Regions from separate parts of the Danio rerio genome. Here region 2 is linked to region 1. Evidence: chromatin contacts called from public Micro-C data. All regions are on one chromosome and are shown on one strand. Each heading gives the region's core, a stretch centred on a gene start, on an enhancer-like site or on the middle of the called end of the contact. The rest is flanking DNA. Distances are from core to core; before and after follow the strand shown. Region 1 overlaps atp13a2 (ATPase cation transporting 13A2). Region 2 holds the start of ctdsp2 (CTD (carboxy-terminal domain, RNA polymerase II, polypeptide A) small phosphatase 2).

Region 1 (3,744 bases), core at 81-2,580:
AATGACAGTAAATAATATTTTACTAAATATTTTTCAGGACACTTCTATACAGCTTAAAGTGACATTTAAAGGCTTAACTACATTATTAGGCAAGTTATTGTATAATCATGGTTTGTAGACTATCCAAAAGAATATAGCTTAAAGAGGCTAATAATTTTGTCCTTAAAAATTAAAACTGTTTTTATTCTAGCCAAAATAAAACAAATAAGACTTTCTCCAGGAGAAAAAAATATTATCAGAAAAAAAAATTTGCTTGCTCTGTTAAACAATATTTGGGAAATATTTAAAAAAAAATAAAAAAATGAAGGGGTGCTAATAATTTTGACACAAGCTTAACTAGGTTAATTGGGCAGGTTAGGGTAATTAGGCAAGTTATTGAATAATGATGGTTTGTTCTGTTGACTATCAAAAAAATATATAGCTTAAAGGGTCTAATAATTCCGATTGTCCTAACTATACGAATACAGGAAAAGCAATCAAAATAAAAATTATAGACAAAAGACAAAAAAATTATAATAAAAAACCTACATCACCAATCATTCCCTACCAGACCCATTTACAATAAAATAAAACGTATGATAAAGACTTATTTTACAATGCACAAAAAATGATACATTATCCCATAGTGTTTCCATTAAGACACCAAGAAAGGGTGCCAGATTTTGTTAAATACTTCAATTTTGTGCATCAAACAGCATTTATCTTGTTCCAAGTGTAAAGTATAATTCAACTATCCAAGATATAACTTGACTGTAAAAGCTTACTTTCACTTCAATAAAAACGACTGCAATTAATATGCTAAATTTACATATACTATATTAAAATTCATTAATTCTATTTTCCTTCAGCTTAGTCACTTTATTCATTAGGGGTCACGATTGCAGAATGAACCGCAGACTTATCCAGCATATGTTTTACATAGCGGATGCCCTTTCAGCTGAAACCCAGTACTGGGAAACATCCATAAACAATCATTCACATTCATACACTACGGTCAATTTAGTTTATTCAATTCACCTGTACCGCATGTCTTTGAACTGTGGGGGAAACCAGAGCACCCGGAGGAAACCCACGCGATCACAGGGAGAACATGCAAACTCCACACAGAAATGCCAACTGACTCAGTTAAGACTCAAACCAGCGACCGTCGCGCTGTGAGGTGACAGTGTTAATCACTGAGCCACAGTGTTGCCCTATATTAAAATATATATTTAAAATATAATCTTGTCAATAAATGTATCCACACTAACTAATTTAAGCGTAAATGTCCTACAGCCAGCAGATCTGGCATGGGGAGTGGTCTCAAGCTGGCTATAAAAGAAATATGATCTTTACTGGTGTAACCTGAAGCACTGATGACGTAATCGCTACACAAACAGACACTATGGACTGAGTAATAAAACAAAGTTTATTTTAACATCCTGAAGCCAATTATAAGATTAGGGAAATGTTTAAAACGGCAGTAGCACTTGTTCGTTTTTTAATTTCACAATCTGTCTGTGTCTCTACTGTGTTTTTTAATACGTTTTTCGGGTGTATTAAGACAGGATTGTATTTATTATTTGACAGGAAGAAAAGTAAGAGAAAGAGAGGAGGGTAATGACATCGGAAAAGGTCTACAAGCCAGGACTTGAACTAGGGATTCCCAAAGCACAATGGCCCTGTATGTTGAACAGCTAACAGGCCCAACCAAATCCAGTAAATTCAGGGGTCACTGGCGTGAGAAAAAAAATGGCCTTGATCATTGGAATTAAAGACCTTTGTCATTCCGGAAATCTCAAATCTTCTTCATTATGAACATATATCATTTATTTAATCAAGCACTAAACCTGCTCATTTGAAGCATCACATGCTGTCAAAAGCATCACATACTGTTTGATGTGTATATGGATCATAGTCAGAATATGATTAATATGACTATTATTGCCGTTTTTACTAATGTACTAATGTGCATTTTTAAAAATATACATTTTAGGTTTTTTATTCACCTTATTCTCCATATACCAGAGGACATTCATTTTTAGATGTTAAAAACAGCTCGTTTTGCTGCTTGGTGTTGCAAACTGATATTTTCTTATTATATTATTCTACTTTGTCTGTATAGTCATGCAAACACTTGTTTGTAGAGCAAGTAATTTGACCATTTTCTGACGCTTATTATTCCTAGTCATTTCTCCCATAGGCAGCTGAATCGGAAGTTCTAAAACAATCGCAAAAACGAGCACACTTCCGCATTGAAGAATAAGGTCAATACCCTTAACTTTTGACAGGACAGTAGATAGTGTAGGCGGCAAACAGGGAACAGTATCGGCAAAAGACCTCAAGTCAGCAATTCGCCTCAAGCACCTTAGTCACCATGCTAACCGCAAGGCTCCTAATGGCCACTAATGTGGATTTTTAATATCTGAAACCTAAAATAGGTGTTATGTGAAAAAAAAACACTGATAAGTTTCTCTGGCTCACTACCAGCCTTCACGGGAAAGCAGATTTAAGTTTAGTAGCTGATTAACCACTGCACTGAACATTCAAATCATGCCAATATAATCGTACACTCCAGAGAACAACACTGATCATTTTGGTGTAGTGAACTCATCAAGGGGTAATGAGCAGTCACTGAAAAGGAGGAAATTTTGTAGTAAGTGCCAGTGTTGATCGAAAATGATGTAAGAGTCACATGAATGCTGACAGAACTGTTCACACTTCAGTGGCACTGCAAAACATCAAAAATGTATCAAATTTTATGCCACATATAATAGCGCCACAAATTGGGATTTGAAAAAAATCTGACTGCTTACACTGTCAAGGCAATAAAAAATCAGAGTCACATAAAAAAAGGGCAAAGAAATCTGATTTGGGCCACATGTGCATAAAGTGTGAATGTAGCCTTATGTTAAAAAGTCTGCTGACAAACACAACTATCTTGACTTGTCTGCTTTAAACAACTCCTTTATGTCTATGTTAAGTTTATTAGTAATCAAAAATTTAAACTATTGGTCTGAAAACATTTTCTTTAACTGAAATTGCACAAAAAAAGTAAACTAGGCATGTTTAACTACACATGGCCTACCAAATGGTTGACCATATTTTGACTGTTTTAATAATGGTTTACACACACAGCATTGTTGCTTTAGAAAAATAATAATAATAAATAAAATCAAACAAACATAATCCTTTTGCAATACTACACTTCATTTTGGTTTTATTGTAAAAAAAACAAAAAAAAAACAAGAGAAGGTGTTAAATGAGAATCTAAAATATGTTATAGCATACTTCAAAAAATAAAGATGATTTAGTATTCAAAAATGCTTTATTTTGATTTTGTTTTTAAATACATTTGTCTTGCACATCATTTTTTCAGATTTTTCATAGTATATGTAATAATTACGGTACTTTTACCATGAACCGACATATCTACCATTTGGTAGAGGTTGATATCTTAGAAATGATGGGATGTGTTGAAAAAAATGCATTGATTGTGTAAGTTAAGAAATGCAATCCAAACTTTTTTTTTTCTTTTTGGAGGGGCAGTTAAAGGGTTAACATGAAGTTTGCCTTAAATCTTCATATTATTTTGACTTTCTTACAAAGAGGTTTGCACAAGAGGTAATGTAAGCTGTATAAACATTAAGCTTTGCTTTGGTTGGCTCTAGATGTGTTCTGTTCTGCTCTGCTCAACCAGAATTGGCAAAACTAAAACCAAAACCAAATATATAAAAACAAATTAGAAACGTGTACAAAATAAAA
Region 2 (4,057 bases), core at 505-3,004, 150 kb after region 1:
ATATTCTCTTACACAGTCTACTGTATGATTTGCACATATATTTTAACACATATACACAAATCAAATTGATTGAACAATATTACACATAACTACTGCACCAATTCACATCCTCATTTCTGAGACTGTCACAAATACAAAAAGTCACACATTGCACTGCATGCCAGCAAATATGAAGCGAGTTCAAGGGGTCTTCAAGGAATTTGTGCACACTCGACTTGGCTGTTTTCCCAACATTATGGCTGCTCGTAAGTCACGAATACAGAGATCGTAAACATCTGTAATAATAGCCTAATTGACACCAGTGCTGTAGAGTCACACTAGAAGGACCGGTGTTTACAAGGCGTTTGCGTCAGCTCTATAATAAGCGCGCAGCTCTGCGCATATTTACAACACACGATAAACACCAGTCCCAACTGCACACCAAAACACCATGAGGACACACACTGGCCCATCAGGTAGTAAGTAAAGGGTTACAACATAGTTACTATGCAATTTTCTGCGTAACAGCGCGACATTTTACTCGTTAAACGTCTAGAAAAGGCCTTCGTGAACCGTTGAGGTTTAAACGTGAGCTCGTCGCGGCAGATGGAGGGCGTGTGCCGAGGGGTGTGTTGTGCATTCCAGCGCGGCACCTTGCGCTCTCCATTAGGCCCGTGTTTTTCCACATTTTAGCTCGATATTTCACCTAGTTTCTCTTCGGTTAGAGTGTGACATTCGCGAGTGTAAGTAAGTTAAGTCAATTAAAAAGGAAATGTTTTACATCACAATCTGCATAACGTTAAAACAAGATGTCGCTTAAATTATACATTAACCAAGACGCTCACAAATGAGGAAACAACACCAAATATATTCGCAGCATTGCTTACAGTATGTTTTCAAGTGCCAAATTGTATTCATTGTGTAAAGGAGCTAGAGTATATAATTAAACATATATAATTATTTAAATTAATAAATACATAATTAATTACACATTACACAATGTTCCCAAATTAATAGAAAAACACAATTTTAACAGAGAGAAAAGCAGTGTCGTCTTTTAGAAATCCTTTTAAAACTGATCACATTACGTAAACATTCAGCAATGCTTGACTGCAACGGAAAAGCGTGTAAATAATACAAATTAAGTTAGGCACAGATTTAAGCCACAAACAAAAGAAAGCGCGTATTTCGTCATACGAAGCGAAATTCTTCGTTAAGTTCCAACGGTCGGAACTTAACGAATTCCGCTCAGAACTGACATGTCAGTCAGCACGATATGACAAATAACTGTCACCGCGAGAGCATCGAACGAGTTCGAATCGCACATCGAAGAGAGTGACGCGAAAATGGCAGACAGAAAATGCGCGATCAGAAAGAGTTGACAGCGCCGTTTAGCAAGTGACAGAGCTTTGCCTACCTGTTTTCGAAGACAACCGAGTATCCTCTCTCTGCACTTGAGTGATGATAGAACTTTCCATCTAACAAACGCACAGCCCTCAACGTCCAACCAACCTTTTCCAGCGACAAACAGTCGGTCCGCATTTAGTGGCATTAAAAGCTAGCGAGGCTTGAAATGAATAATTTCCGTTGGCGCAAACAATCTCAAACCTACAGCGACAAATTATTTTGATATTTATTTATTCCCGCCTTCTATTCTCTTCCACATGGGAGGGGCATGACACTTTGTTGTGTTTTTTCTTATCTGCTATTTTCTAGGCTTCGCGTCTCGGTTTACTTTATCGCTTGTATATTTATCCATAGCCCCCTCTAGTCTAGGTAAAGCCCTCACTTTTTCTCCAACAACATGGAGAATCCAGGCGAAAGAAGAAAAACAACCGAGGACATGGGGCAGGGACGGTTTCAAGTTCCCCTTACTACAGATAAACAACCCCGTAGCTGGGCTATTTCCAAAACAGTATTTCGGGAAAAGACACCACCAATACGATCAGATGTGCCGTTTAAGAAGATAAAACGCTAAAATAGGCGAACATCGACGATTTTTATGTTTTTCCGTGTATTGTTTTGCTTTGGACGGACTCTGAGGGGCGCCTTGAAACAGCTGGTCGTTTCGGATTGGATCTCCTAGAAGTGGGAGTAGCTGAAGCATTCTTCTGTTCTGCACACTCCATACCGAAAACATTCCAGTGCTGGATTTGTCGCAAATCAGTAGTCAGAAGCTGGAGTCGTGTTAAATCTAAATTACACTGTCGGAATGCTAATTTAATAAGGAGGAAATTGTGAAGGAAACGCGTGATGGGCTTGAATTGATAGCATCAGAAAGATACGGTTTAATGGTTTTTCTATTGATCTTCGTCTTCATCATCAATGCGGCATTGATGATGATGATGGTGAGGATTAATTGAGGTTATACATTGAACAGTATCTGTCCGAAATAACTGAATAGCCCAGAAATGATTTGCATTTTTTATCCTAAGAAATATACAAACAAAGTAGGTCTTACATAAGACAAGCATAAAGTAATCAAATCAAATATAGGTGTGAAAAAACAATGTATGGTAAGGACAATTGTACTCTACATAAAAAAATAAATAAGTTAATAAAAAATAAATGATAGAATAACAATTTTTTTTGCAAAAAATACAATTGCAAAATTAAAATGTAAAAAAAGCTAGAATAATAATAAAAAACAATGTTAATCTAAAATTCATTAAAGGGATACTTTACTGTTTGTTTATACCTAAATAACCCAGAGCACAATCAAGCTATTAATAAAATTATTATTCAAAGAGAAATACTAAATCATTGAGTGCAAAATGTTGTATTTCTGCAAAAAATGATGCAAATGTAAATTTTGATTGAAGAATGTAAAATTTTTCAATGTCTCTGTCATTAAACTAAACAAAAAACAAATAAATAAATTCATGAATTAATTAATAATCAACAAAATAATATAAACTGTTTCCATAAATGTAATGCTTTGGTAAGAATATTGAGTCATTCTGCAAATAATTGAATCTTTTGCATCAATTACAGCCTAAAGTAATTTGTTTGTTTCATCTAAAGCTAAAATGAATTAAAGACATGTTCGTGTGTACATTTATAAAATAAATAAACTTTTGCACAATAAAGTTATTAAATTATCATTTTAAGTTCTTTTGAATAAACAAATAAACATATTTTAACTACTGAAAAAAATGAATGCAAATAAAAATGTTGTCTGATGAATGTTTAATGTTTCAGTGTTTGAAGTTCAAAATAATAATTAAAAAGAACAAAACATGCTGACGATGTTATCATTTGCAACTTGAATGCTTTTATAAGAATATTTCATGTCACAATATAAAATATAGTCATTAAAAACGGCAAAAACTCTGCAGTGGTGTAAAGAAGTTTTGACCAAGAATTGAATCCTTGAAGGATTTTAATATTTAAAAAACATAAATGCTCAATACGTAAACGATACATATTTTATATATAAATTGAAAAATGTATGAAGATTTATATGCATTTATTTATGTATTATATATCATCTTTGTATCAAATTACAAAAAACGAATTACTACTTATGTGAGACGATTGTAATGCAGCATCTATCGGGCTGAGAGTAAATTTGTTTGTTGTCATCAGTCTCACACTATTTTCCCCCTTTCTCTGAAAGTCTTTATAACACCATCGTGGTGTTTTTCTTTTATTATATCAGCAAATGGGATTGCAAAAAAAATACTTATGCTGCTGAGAAACCCAGAAATGTGAAATGTGATTTACATGTAATCATTTAGGAATTTTGTACATTTATTTGGTAGTTATGGTGGCTTCAATTTTTTTTTGGAATGAAAATGTAATCCATTGTGTTATGTCTATATTTTTGTAATCTTTAAGTTAAATGAACAGAGGTAGAGGATAGTAAATGTAAGTGATAAAAGAGCAACAGTTTTTATGAGTCTAAGCGCTGCCCAGAACTCCTGTGTTGGAAATCTATTCCTGAATATTCCCAAATGGGACCAATTCTATACCACAAAACCAAGACATAAACAAGAATGGTACCACTGTTTACATTTTCGAAATGTGGAAGTTGGGCAGATGTCAGATATGTGACTAAAATAAATGTAAGCTAGAG

Evidence for each region. A called contact is a pair of places that touch in the nucleus more often than the background predicts.
Region 2: a contact with region 1 is called in a Micro-C map of caudal fin, with 2.7 times the contacts expected there. The contact joins the promoter of ctdsp2 here to the enhancer-like site in region 1. A contact is called at or near these places in 2 of 18 Hi-C or Micro-C datasets (caudal fin and embryo).

Annotation. Positions count from the first base shown.
Region 1 is chr23:27,471,036-27,474,779 of GRCz12tu, forward strand. All of the region lies in intron 15 of atp13a2 (ATPase cation transporting 13A2), which reads right to left. Among named protein-coding and RNA genes, the nearest start is that of atp13a2, 12 kb to the right of the region's middle. Within about 2 kb of position 1,331, at least 3 of the 62 cell types and tissues checked have an H3K27ac peak or open chromatin away from gene starts, as enhancers often do. A contact at or near this core is called in caudal fin, where this site is marked.
Region 2 is chr23:27,622,557-27,626,613 of GRCz12tu, forward strand. ctdsp2 (CTD (carboxy-terminal domain, RNA polymerase II, polypeptide A) small phosphatase 2) reads right to left here and starts at 1,755. Exons shown (of 7, transcript NM_199544.1): 1 at 1,397-1,755. The coding sequence starts at 1,457.